2 separate regions of the Anser cygnoides genome follow, and region 1 is linked to region 2. The links are chromatin contacts, called in public Hi-C maps. All regions are on one chromosome and are shown on one strand. The core of a region is the stretch at or near the end of the contact, and the rest is flanking DNA. Distances in the headings are between cores, read along the strand shown.

The links. A called contact is a pair of places that touch in the nucleus more often than the background predicts.
Region 1: a Hi-C map of liver shows a contact between it and region 2, with 3 times the contacts expected there. The contact joins the promoter of ENPP6 here to the enhancer-like site in region 2. A contact is called at or near these places in 2 of 7 Hi-C or Micro-C datasets (both in liver).

The regions. Positions count from the first base shown.
Region 1 is chr4:59,341,941-59,348,118 of Taihu_goose_T2T_genome, forward strand. ENPP6 (ectonucleotide pyrophosphatase/phosphodiesterase 6) reads right to left here and starts at 1,299. Exons shown (of 8, transcript XM_013179738.3): 1 at 731-1,299. The coding sequence starts at 971. It overlaps LOC106035142 (a long non-coding RNA gene), which reads left to right and starts at 1,460. Exons shown (of 3, transcript XR_001206572.3): 1 at 1,460-1,619; 2 at 2,365-2,563; 3 at 2,684-4,416.
Region 2 is chr4:59,305,534-59,311,833 of Taihu_goose_T2T_genome, forward strand. ENPP6 (ectonucleotide pyrophosphatase/phosphodiesterase 6) reads right to left here. Exons shown (of 8, transcript XM_013179738.3): 8 at 5,702-6,300. Among named protein-coding and RNA genes, the nearest start is that of ENPP6, 35 kb to the right of the region's middle. Within about 2 kb of position 1,673, at least 1 of the 3 cell types and tissues checked has open chromatin away from gene starts, as enhancers often do. A contact at or near this core is called in liver, where this site is marked.

The DNA.
Region 1 (6,178 bases), core at 49-2,548, 36 kb after region 2:
GTCTCCAGGCTGCCTTTATCTGATACAAACAGCAAACCTGTACTCTGCACCTTCCTAGTACCACGGTAATTATGTATGGCCCCAGTCAGGTTAAAAGGAAATCGGCATGGTGAAAATTACGTCTCTTCTTCCACTTTTCTGGAAACCTCTCCTGGGCACTCAGAATGAGAGAGACAGTAGAGGAGCAAAATAAAAAATTCCTTAGGGCTTTTTTTTTTTTTCTCCCCAAGACTACAGTTATAATAAGTTTGGGCAGAGTTAGAGCAGGGACCCGTGACAGCAGAAAGTCAGCAGAGTGCAAGTGGATATGTGATGCTGAACTTTCTAAAACAGACCTGCTGGCTGAAAATCAGCCTTATCTTAGCCCCCCTCAGCCTGCATGCCTTTCTGTTAACTGAAAGCTCTCTGAACAGGCTCCATGCTCACTGTCCGTACGTTTCCCACCCATTTCTGTGCTCTGAGTGCAGCAGGCGAGGCAGGGAGCCGGCAGCACTGCACTGGAGCAAAACCAGCTCTGTGCAGCGTTTCCAAGTTCAGGACAGGTCTGCTCGTCATTTCGTCTAGGCAAGCAGTACCAAGCTGCAATGGTTTTAAACCCCCAGCTAAAAGCATGACCAGAGTTACTTTTACAGCTTCTCCATAGGAAAGGTATGAGAGAAGTGCCCTCCGCCCCGGCACAGGATGCTGGCAGCCCCGCCGAGCATCACAGCGAAGAAACGCGAGTGCTCACCTGTCATCAGCGTGTAATAGTTCGGGTAGGAGAGGCTGGGGAAATCTGGGGTCATGTAATCCACCTTCACCCCCATGTTGACGATGTTCCGAAAGCCCGGCAGAGCCTCCAGCTCCTTGTCATCGATGTAGTCGAAGCGAAAGCCGTCGAGCAGGAACACCAGCAGCTTGCGGCGGGCAGCAGCGATGGAGAGGAAGGCGAGGAAGGAGAGGACCACGGCGAGGACCCTGCGGCTCCCCATGGCAGGCAGCGCCGCTGAGACCGGGGCCAGGAGTGAGGGATCTGCAGCAGCTTTGGGGCTGGACCTGGCACCGCTGTCCTCCCTCCCGCTTCCACCGCCTGTGTTAAAGCTACAGCACTGCCCAGCGTGTGCGGGGGCGGGAGGTCGCAGGTTAATTGCAAACAGATGATTAACTTGGAGCCAGAGGAGGAAAGAGCTCCGTGTCTCGCCGCCTTGCAGCGATGGGGAAAGCAGCGCGCAGGGGAGTCCGCAAGGACCTGTCCTCTGCACGCACTGTGGGGCTCCTCCAGCTCCTAAGTCTTTAACAAAAAGGAATAGTTTGCAGCACTACAAAACAAATTATGTGTTTGTTTTCTGGCTGTTGCCACTACTGCTGCTGGTAAGAGCTGGGTGGTGCAAAGTTTCATGTTAATGAAAAGTTGTTTGCGCTTTCGTCACGAGCCGGCACCAGGTTCTTCTGCTGCCAGCCACAGGGGCAGAGCTATACCTCCACCACGCTGCCAGCGTCTGCTATAGACTGTAATTACATGCTGCCTCACTTTGCTTGCATTTCATTTGCTTCTCCCAGGTAAAAGCAGCTCGCAGTGCTGCGTTAGCCCTGGAAGCGTGGAGGACCCACCTGCCAGACCCTGCCAGGCTGGGGAAAGGGTAAGGCTTGCATTCCTCAGCCCACAGAAGAGAAGCAGCCCCAGGGAGGCTCATCCATCGTGGGGACGTGCCCCACAGATGCTGGCACCTGGGGAAGGTTGCAGAGCTGGCCGCCCTCCAGCCATGAGGAGGTCAGGCCTTCTGCTTGCTCCCCACAAGGCTCCCGGCGGCATGTCCAGCCTGTCTGCTCGCCCGGTCCAACGCCAGCTGAGCAAGGCAGCCTTCGGCCTCCCTCGAGGCCTGCCTCCCTGCCCCAAACCAGCACTCGCACCTGTGCCAAAGGAGGACAAAAAGCACCCAGGTGTTACCCGAGCTGTGCCTGTACCCTGGACTGACTGAACGAACCGTCCCTTCCCTACACCCTCATCATCCTGATGCTCTGGGGTCCCTGCCGCTCGTGCATCGTTCGCCACGCAGCAGGAACACGGGACCTCGAGGCACGCAGCTGTGCTACCAGCTCTTGGCTGAGCCTTAGTGGGCTCGCCCTGCCCCACGCCTGGTCCCTGGGGCCATGTAGCCAGTCGCCAGGAGAAGTGTTGGTGGCTGTCCCCTGAAACAGGCTGAGCCTTCCTGGTGGTGGCTTGCCATCTCCCACCTCTCTTTTCAGGGTTTTATACCTCTTCCATTAGCATTTACATCTCGGAGCCTTGTGTTGCTAGCTGTTATCATCTTGGCAACTTTAGCTCTCTGTGTTTTTACTTGTCGTATCTCGCCTGGCGTATCTCGTTGGTGTGTTTTCTTACAGTGCAGCTGCAGTTTTCTCAGCAAAACCAAGCCAGGGTCACACAGCCAGGGCAGAGGCAGCTGGAACCAGGGCCATCGGTACCCGTGTGCCCAAGAGAAGGACAGACGGACTCGTGGCGAGCTATCACCAGTGCCTGCTCTGCTGGTACAACAGCAGGTCCTGGACCCCCAGCCCATCTGCTGGAGCAGACATCACCCAGGTGAACAGGGCAGCACCACAACTTCTGGGGTTCAAATCTTCCAGTGGTGCAGGGCTCTGGCCTCTCCAAAGCAGGCTGCCCATAAAAATACCACCTGCTTATCTCTTTCCTGGTGCACAGGATCCTTCAGGATATTTGCCAGGCTGGGAGAAATGCCACAGCTCTCCAGAACTGCAAGCGTGCCAGCAAAAGGCAGCACATCCAGCCCCAGATGCCAGACACAAGGAGCTTGGCTTGCCACAAGCAAACACAAATGATTAAGAAGCTGTTTTACCTTGTCATCTGTTTCAACTTGTTGCATGTTCTTCTGTCATGCATTTAGGGTTTTTTCTTGTTTATTTTTTTTTTTTTTACCCTGCAAAAGTCACTGGTGAGGAACTTGTGATTTATTTTAACTGAGGCAGGCGCCAGCATCACCTCGCTGCAGCAGCTGGGGATGGAAGAAAAGAACTGGCATCGTGCAACAGGAGATGAAAGCGGCAAGGCTGCTCGAGCGGGGCAGCCGAGCTGCGTGTCACCGGCGTCCCAGTCCGTGCAAGGCTGCATCCAGAGCCTTTCAGCCACCCGGGGGGAGGCTGCAGCTGCGTGCCGGGCTGGCAGGCAATGTGATGGCCCAGTCAGGACCGTGCGTGCTGCACGTCGCCTCCTTGCCCCAAGGGGATGCGCGCGTCCCCTTGTCTCCTGCTGCCCCTCCTCACCACCAGGCAGGACGGGAGGTGGCCCAGCAAAACCTGTGCTCGGGGTGAGGACTTCTGCTGGTGCTTACTGGGCAGTGTCACAATGGCAAAGATTGTCTGTGATGGGCGCTCAGCCTCCCGCAGTCTTGGCCAAGCCGCCAAGTGCTAATTTACCACGTGCATATGTAGGTTGAACGAACTCGTAAACGCGTCCAGCAGTGGGGAGGGAGAGATGGTTGTGCATCTCTTGGCAAAGCCGTGGGAAGGTTGATGTTGACATCTTGGCTTGCTCTCTGATGGGTGGCCTCTGGGCTTGCCAGCAGGGCTGAGCAGAAGAGCTGCTGCTGCTCATGCAGGGATGGGATAATTAAGGGGAGTGAATCAGGTATTCAAGCTGGACTCGCACCCTGAAAAGATGATCAGATTTTTGAGGTGGTTAGGCTGGGCTTCCATCACAAGGTGATGCAAAGATATTATTATTTCATAGCATTAAAGAAATAATGTCTTCCTTTCAAGAGGGTTGTAATCTACCGGTTGAGAGTTCCTAAGGGAAAGTTCCACTTGGACCAACATAGTGGCACGATGAACAAGTGGTGCAAGGTACCTCAACCTGAGGTCTGCCTTGGGAGTTGGAGATTCACAAGTTTCCACTCAACAAATAACAAGAACATAAGGCCTGAGAGGGGTTAAAGACATAGTGAGCCATGTAACCATGACGCCTTACAATACCAAATTGTGTTTTGACAGACAATTCCCCTGAAGAGTGGGACCAGAGCCAAGCAGTCTAGCTTGGCAGAGACAGACCCTAGCAATACATTTCATCCCTGCCAAGCAATGTTGATTTGCTTTGGTTCACATTCATTTGTAAGCACCCTGTCTGCACAAAGCCCCAGATGGCCTTGGAGACTCCAGCACAACAATATTTTGAAACAGAAGTTCTTACAAAAGCTACCAGAGCTCGAGCTGGAGTCCAGGGACAGCAGTTTGCACAAGTTAGCAGTTATACCATGTTTTGGAAGAAGCGTGAATACAGGAAAGAAAATCCCTAAGCCCTATTTGTGCATGAGGAGATACCCCACTGATCAAAACTTTGTTTGTAACAAGATCCTCAGCCACTTAGGCTGCTCAGGAAATCCTCTTGGCAAAAAGCAGGTTTTCATCTTTGGAAAACTGCCTCCAGTGCCTGTGAATCTCTGATTTCTTTTTGTCCTGCTGAAATCACAAGCATGGTGATCGAAATGAAAGCGCGTTCTCCAGGCTCACGCTGCTGGTTCAGCCTGGCTGGTCAGATGTGCCAGCTGCCCTGCAGTGCTGCTTGGTCACTGCTCTTACGTTCAGAAGCAAACACCAGGACAAAAGCTGCTAAAAGCAAAACACTGGAGAATCTAGAGGGGAAAACTGTCCTTTCTCTTCTGGAAGAAGGACGAGAAAGCATGACAAGACTCGCTGTCTTGTAATTCCTCTTCATGTCCCGTTCTTCCCCCAAACAGCAGTAGTTAAACAGTTTGGCCAACACAGCCTGACCTACTCGTTTGGTTGCTTTTTTTTTCCTCATTAGCAAAAAAGGCATGGCCACCTCCAGACAAAAAGGCCTTGAGGGGAATAATAAGTTGCTTGTGTCTCTTTGAAGAAGAGGTAGAGGGTTTGTGCCTGTCTGAAGTTTTAAGGTCAGAACTCTGCTTGAGTAAGGTCCTTCTTCCTCCCATCCCCACCAAGCCCAAACTGAAAACATCACAGCTGGTACCAGCTCCTCTGCTGGCTTCAAGAGAAAGCCTCTGGCAGTACTTGTATCTGCCTTCGAAGCCGACAGAAGGCCTCACCTTGGTGGAAATTATCTGCTGCAGAAGTTTAGTACTGCTGGTTGCAAACTCATAATTTGCCATCTCTTTGTAGGTTGAATGGTGGAAGTCAGCTTTATCAGTCTTTGCTCCTGTGCCGTGCCTTCTTACCAGTGCTTCTGTGTGGAGGGGCCCGTTAGGCAAAGCATCTGCTGCTCCATCGGACCTTCATGAATGATATTTAACACAAAGTCTGTTATTTCTGCAATCTTCTGGTGTGCAGTAATGCAGTCATGAGGAATTTGAGGTGCAGGAAATGGGTTGCTCTTATTGTCAGTCATGTACAGATAGATACAGTAAAGGAAATCACACACTGGCTAGCTGTGGAGCATTTCAAAGCTAGAAACTCCAGCTTTCCTGGAGAAAAGTGGTAATCTTTCTCAGCTTCTTGAGGAACAGTTCTCCTTTAACCTATTTGGCTGGTATGAGACTTACCTTACCAGAAGCATCCACACACTGGGTAACAAGTACATCAGACCGGGACTGTGGCGGCCCTGCTGGACAGCTAGGCCCTGGTCAAATGTTTGAGTATCTCAGCCCAGGTAATCACGATGTTAGGAGAGCAGCCCTCCAGACCTCCTACTCCCCCCTTCCCTGAAATAGTCACAAGTCATATGAATAACTTTGCTATTTGAGCCCAGTGGGCTTAAACTCACTACCCAGTGGGTCTGTGACACTGGAAAGTACAAAGCAGTTCGGGTCAGAAGAAGCTGAGAAGCCTGCACCAGGTGATGGCAACTCATGACTGATTCAGCAGAAGATCAGCTCCTCCCTCAGCCGTGTCTGAGCACCCAACTGTCCAGCTCTGGGAGAGGGTATCTTAGCCACAGGCTGAAACCAGTCTCCATTCCATCGAAAATATTTCAGTTTTGCTTGGATATCAACCCATCTCCACCTCCAGTACCTCCCTGACGTCTCTAACGCACATCCCTGCAACATCATTACTTAATTAGCCCAAGACCGTGCTTGCCTGCACTCGGTGCTTTGTAACGCACAAGTTTTTACTGTGTTGAGGAAACCTTACACAAGACAGCTCTCTCTGTTGAAATCACCCAGTAGGGTTTATTAGATGGCGAAAACAGATGGCTGCTTCTGAGTAA
Region 2 (6,300 bases), core at 423-2,922:
ACAGGCAAGCAGCTTGTATAATCCAGCTCATAAACTGCTTGAACTCCACCTTGAAAGATATTAATTTTTTGTTGTTGTTTGTTCTGTTTTGTCCTTCACAGCTGCTATAGGGAGGCTGCTTTAAAACCTTGATTTTAAGCTCACAAGTAGGCCTCTCCTGAGTCAATTTGTATGGCCAAGGCTTACAGGGGCACAATTAACCTGAGCAGAAGAGCACAAAAAGGTATATACAATTTATACAATTTACAATTTTTAAATACTTTTTTGTATACACCTGTCATTTTAGTCCTGTTGGGTGAACAGCACACTGGCTCCTGTTCGCACGTACTGAAGAAAGGCTGCAGCCTTTGTGAATGACCTCTATCATCTCATCCTCTGTTTTTCTGCCTGGCAAGGAAGCAATGCTGGTATCTCCAGCTGATTTTGAGGCTTAATTAATATTCATCAAGCTATATATACAAGTGCTGAGTAATGTTTTAATGTATTATTAATTTCTCAAGAACAACAGAAGGCTGCTTAAGAGTTGTCAGTGCCCACTCCAGCAATCACAGAAAATTGGTCATGTAGGAGATGCTTTGGGCAACCGGATCTAGTGAGACATGTCCCTGCCCATGGCAGGGGGCTTGGACTAGCTGTTCTTCACAGTTCCCTGCCAACCCAAACCATTCAGTGATTCTGTGAGATGCCCACGTGGTCCTGGTGGAGGCTGCTGACATTTAGGGGCTCAGGAGAAAAGCTGGCACACAGCACTTGGCACATATGGGACCAGTAGGCAACCTTGTCAGAAGTGAAGCTGGAGACTTGCAATGGTTTGCTGCAAACCCCACTGTATTTAGCTGTTTCTGCATAAAACAGAGTATTTTTCTGGGAAGCTCCACACATCATGGATATCAAATATTCTTATGTTACTGGGGCTCACATTTATTTGTTCATCTCATTTGCCTCCTTCCACTGATGCAGGAGGCATTTTATTGCCTCCTTTGCTCAACTGGACCTTTGAAGCAGCAGGGCCAGTCACTGAAGTCCCTCTTGGGATATTCTGTCTCTGCAGTGAGGGGTGAAGGAGCTGTGGGCTCCCAAAACATTCAGGGAGGCCCCCTCTACTGGGGTAGGGACCACTGTGAGGGCTGGTCCCACAAGATCTGCCAAGATCACAAACAGCGAGGGGAGCAGGAACGCAGCGGGTCAAAGCGGGAGTGTCGGGTTTGCATTGGGACACATCAGTGAGGGAGAAGACAACTCTGCACCCTTTGGAGGGGCCAACAGAGAAAGCTGCGTGAAGAACGGATGCGTGCAGGGGAAAGACACAGCGGGGAAACCATTACAGCGGAGAAATTACAGCATGAAGGACCTTGGCTTGACTGCAGCCCTGGCCGTTACAGTGCTGACACTAAAACGCCTCATTGGCCGTACAGGCACTCCGCGGAGCCCAGCTGGCTCCTGAACGAGCCGGGGTGGGACGCACTCTCCTCCCTGCCCTCCTCCCCCGAGGCCTCCTGAGGGGCCGGGGCCGCCGGCAGCCGGCAGCGGGGCGGCGAGGGAGGGCTGCCCGCCGCCGGGCCCCCCTGAGCCGGGCTGAGGCAGCCCCGAGGCCGGGCCCCGGCGGGCCGGAAGGGGGAGCTCCGAGCCCGGTAATGGCGGCCGGGCTCGTGGGCCCGATGAGGTTTTGGTTTGGTTTGGTTTGGTTTGTGTCTTTCAAAAGGCCGATTGCCGACACGTTGCAGGAAGGTGCGATGTGCCTGCGTGTGTGTGTGTGTGTGTCTGTGTGTGTGTCTGTGTGTGTGTCTGTGTGTGTGTCTGTGTGTGTCTGTGTGTGTGTGTGTGTGTGTCTGTGTGTGTCTGTGTCTGTGTCTGTGTCTGTGTCTGTGTCTGTGTGTGTGTCTGTGTCTGTGTCTGTGTGTGTGTCTGTGTGTGTCTGTGTGTGTGTGTGTGTGTGTGTGTGTGTGTCTGTGTGTGTCTGTGTCTGTGTCTGTGTCTGTGTCTGTGTCTGTGTGTGTGTCTGTGTCTGTGTCTGTGTGTGTCTGTGTGTCTGTGTGTCTGTGTGTCTGTCTGTCTGTCTGTCTGTGTGTGTGTGTGTGTGTGTGTGTGTCCCCGTGTCTCCTTCACTGCCACCGGCGAGCTCCCGAGGCTGCAGCCTTTGCCCCCTCGGCATTTCTGGCCGTTAATACAGAAACAGGAAAAACAAAGCCATAAAAGTAGCAAGTTAAGAGATACAGCTTTCCCTTGGACACCTCTGTGCCTCCTTTTCCTCTCCTCAACCAGCTGAAGCATTCTGAGCTAACCAAAACGCCATTTCTAACCCACTCCGATGTTATTTCTAACTAATGCTGATACAGTTCTTCCAGCCATGCACAGGAGCTTATCTGCAGGCCCAGCCAGCGAAGCTTCCCACCCAGCCAGGAAACCAGCAGAAACCGTGGAAAAGGCTGCCTTGCAGTGTGGCTTTGAGGCATTGCCTTTGCACTGGAGGAAGAGTCAACCACACTGCATGCACCGTTTCGGAGGGACTGAGGCATGTCTGTTGGCAGCTGATGATAATTTTGTGGTGAAATTGTGCTGCACAACAGAAACCATGTCACTGATACAGAGTTGACACAGTTGAGATAACATCATACCACTTTACAAGTCCATGGTGACTTGCACCTGAGCATCGCTGCAGTCATTTGATGGCCTTTTCCCAACCCGCTGGCCTAATATATGGCACTTCTCTGGGTACCAGTTTAAAAGAAAGCAACAGACATCAGAGGAACACATAAAGGCAAAATAATGAAAACCTTGATAAAAAAATAAAATAAAATAAAATAAAATAAAATAAAATAAAATAAAATAAAATAAAATAAAATAAAATAAAATACAAATCTTTGGAGACAAAAGTGATCTGGGAAAGGGAAATACAGTATGGACTGAATGACTAGGAGACCACTGTGCACATTAAAAGAACCTCTATTTTTCCACAGGTAAACTTAACAGGGAGTCATATAGTTCAAATCTTATCATACTAACCTATACAGCTTTACACACCTGTACGAAGCCTGGGAATTAGGGTGTCCATTCAACTTTAATTCTGAAATGCTCTTATTTTTGAACACTCAGAAGCTGCCTTCCTTTAACATAAATTTGCTTCTGCACCTACACAAACGCATGTTTTCATGTAAGTGAAAACTGTCTTTCAAAACAGCTAACAAACTCATGCTAAAATGGAAGGTTCCAAGCTTTTCCCTTGATTAGTCTATATTTAATTTTAAAACAGAACCTTAAATATTGGCCTGCATCTCTGCCATAGCCTTGCAAGTAAAATGAACAGAAGGCTGATGATAGAGTTTTGTTCAGTGCCTTTCACTTCAGAATGCCTAGAGCTCATCCAGCCTGCATCTTCCTGTGGAGGTGTGGAGTTTAACTTCCTACTGATACTTTGACTTAGCAGTTAGGAGATAAGGAAGAAGGCCAGCACCACAGAATCTCTTAATTCACCCCTCAGTTTTTTTCCAAACCAACTAGAAACAGAGACTTTTGCAAACCTGGTTCCTGCAGACGGCTGTGTGTGCAACACCTGGGCCAACAGCAAAGTGTTTATACATGGGCTGCAGCCATGTGGGCTGCTAACCAAGGGAGGCTGGAGAGTTTATCCACCAAGCCCTGGACAACTGTGCTATTACATCACTGCCAAGCTCACAGGTGAAAATGGTTGACCTCATTTAGATGGGAAATTGCCATTGTTGGCACTGGTTTGGGGAGCTGACTGTACCAACCCCATGCAGGCAGTCACTCAACATGCTCCCCTCCTGTTTGCGGGCCACGTGTTCCTGGAACACAGGGGAGTATCTTTGGCAAGTGATGCTGACATAGTGCTGACAGTTCAAAGAGAGTCCTGATGTCAATTAAAGGCGTTACTGGTATATTAGTATGTCTGCACTGCTTCCCTGGGCTTCCCTTTTGCTCTGTCCTCCCCTCCCTGCACCCATGGACAATTAACAATACAAGGAAAATAAGATAAATTCCACCAAGAGCAAAAGCCATAAATCTTGTTGCAGTTCTGCAGTTTGTTGCTTAAGTCCTCTTTTGCTTTGGGTGGTAAGAGCTATGAATACCGAGGATGTGTCTGGTGGGATTACGAATGCATATATTGGAGGAGTGGTGGGTACACATCAGTTGGGCAAGCACAGCACTTTCTGCAGAGCAGTTGCCCATACTGGCCACAGAAAACTTACCAAGACAGCGGTGTCTGCTGTGGCTGGAAGAGCATGGCAGACACTAGCCTGCTGGAAGCAGTGCAGGTGGATTCAGTATGCCCCATCTTTTATCTTCGTTTCATGAAATTAGTGACCACGCTGGTTGGCTGGGTCTACTTAAGGAGGAAAAGGAGGGAAGTGTGCCCACATCTTCGCCCATCAGTGGTGAGCGCACGGGTGACACGGCAGGTGAGGGACCACATGTGGTGAACACATCACGTCATGTGCCTTACGTCACTTATGACACCATAAATGCAGCCTAGCAGCATTGCTGCCCCCACTGGTTTCATCTCCCTTCTGAAGCTCAGTGTGGGCTGTGGGGAGCTGCCTGCCTCGTGCAAGGAGGGGCACATGGCCAGAAGACGGCTGCCAGACCTGGCCGTGAGCAGCCAGGTCTGTGCGACCCGCTGTGCATAAGCCCAGCTCTATCTCTGTGCGAGCCACGGGCAGCTGGATTTACAGAATAGGGGGAAAGGTTGTGCCGACCGTCCTTGCCTGGCATCAGGGAGCTAAGCTGAGAGAAGAGGCAACTGGAGTAAGTAGGTCACAATGCCACCCTTTCTACTTCATCCCAGAGAAGATTTCCTGGCTGCTCAGAGAAGACTTTGGTTTTAGCCATCAGCTTGTAGCATGGGGACTTTTACTATTAAATCAGTCTCTTCCACGAACATGGAAGAGTACGTTTGCAGAGCTTAAAGCAGGAGTCCCTGAGGTCTTTGGTGTTGGTTTTTGAGGTCCCATTTCCATTCGCAGCACCCAGCTCTGGGATGTGGGGTTTAATGTGAGGGCTACGCGCTGCTGTGCTGGCCATCCAGAAAGCCTGACCCACACTGAACCATGGTACCATGATGACTTCTGTGCAAACAGGTTGTGTGATAGTAACAAGGTGGGCTTGGAGAAGCGGGTCTGGAGAGAGCATTCAGGGCTCATTCTAAGGGCAGCAAAATGGTTTGTCGTGTCCACTGAATAGTGTGAGTTACACCTCCCTGGACAGATGCTCCTGGAGGCCCCAGTTCTTTATGTGCCCAGTGAGAGGAGCAGTGGTGCAAATTTCCACCTCTCTCCACTGCACCCTGTGGCCTGCCTGGCTTTGTGTTATCCTGGAGGAGATATCGAATGTAGAAGAAATTTGTGAGCCAATTCGCTGTGAGAGTCAGTCCTTCCTTGGCAATTTGCCTGGCCAGCATCAGCCAGCTGGGCAAGGATGGACAAGGCCAGCTTGGCCTGCTGAGGCTTAGCCCTGTTCACTAGCTGGACAGACAGAGAAGCACATAAAAGCCCCAAGCAGGCACCAGCGAGCTGGGTGCTGTGCAAACGTAGGGTAAAAAGATTGCTGGTGTCCCAGAGACCAAGGAGGGGACGCACACCAAGGAGGCCAGAGGCTGGTTACAAAGTAGTGGCATGCAGTAGGCAAGAAAGCCCTTATTATTATTAATGCAGGTAAATGGCTACGAGAAATAGTGAAAAATGCACCTGTTCAAAAGCTTTAATACTGAAATACATCTGGAAAAAAGCACTGCATATACAAGCTACAGTATCTTATGTGATGCATTTCATGTCCCTAATTTACATGCTGACAAGTTTGCCGTTTCTAAACAATGTTATCATTCATCTTGCTGATGATTAATCAGCAGAAGCTTCAAACACTGTCTGTCACACATTGATGCAGCAATCAAACAAGAAAGGCAGAGTGTTATGGTTGTTGTTTTGTTGGTTTTTTTCCCCCCAAATCTTACAGTATTTACAAAAAGATGCATTTTTTTTTTCTAACAGCATTCTTAGATTTATTCACTCATTCACAATCAGTCATTGTACAAAAACATCATTCAGAACCAGTTTTTAAAATACACCCACCTCAGTTGCATAGTACACAGAAAAATAGGCTAGAGTCAAGACACTGATTTTTGAATGAGAATGTGAACTGATTCAGAGGTACAAACTTTCAGAAGAAAGATGTGCTTCTCACACATAATCAACTGTAGTTCCCATGAAGCTAATGAGCTTCTTGTAGCTCTTGTAGCTTCTACCATCAAATTTCCCTTTTATATCGTATATTTTGAGGTGTATTGCC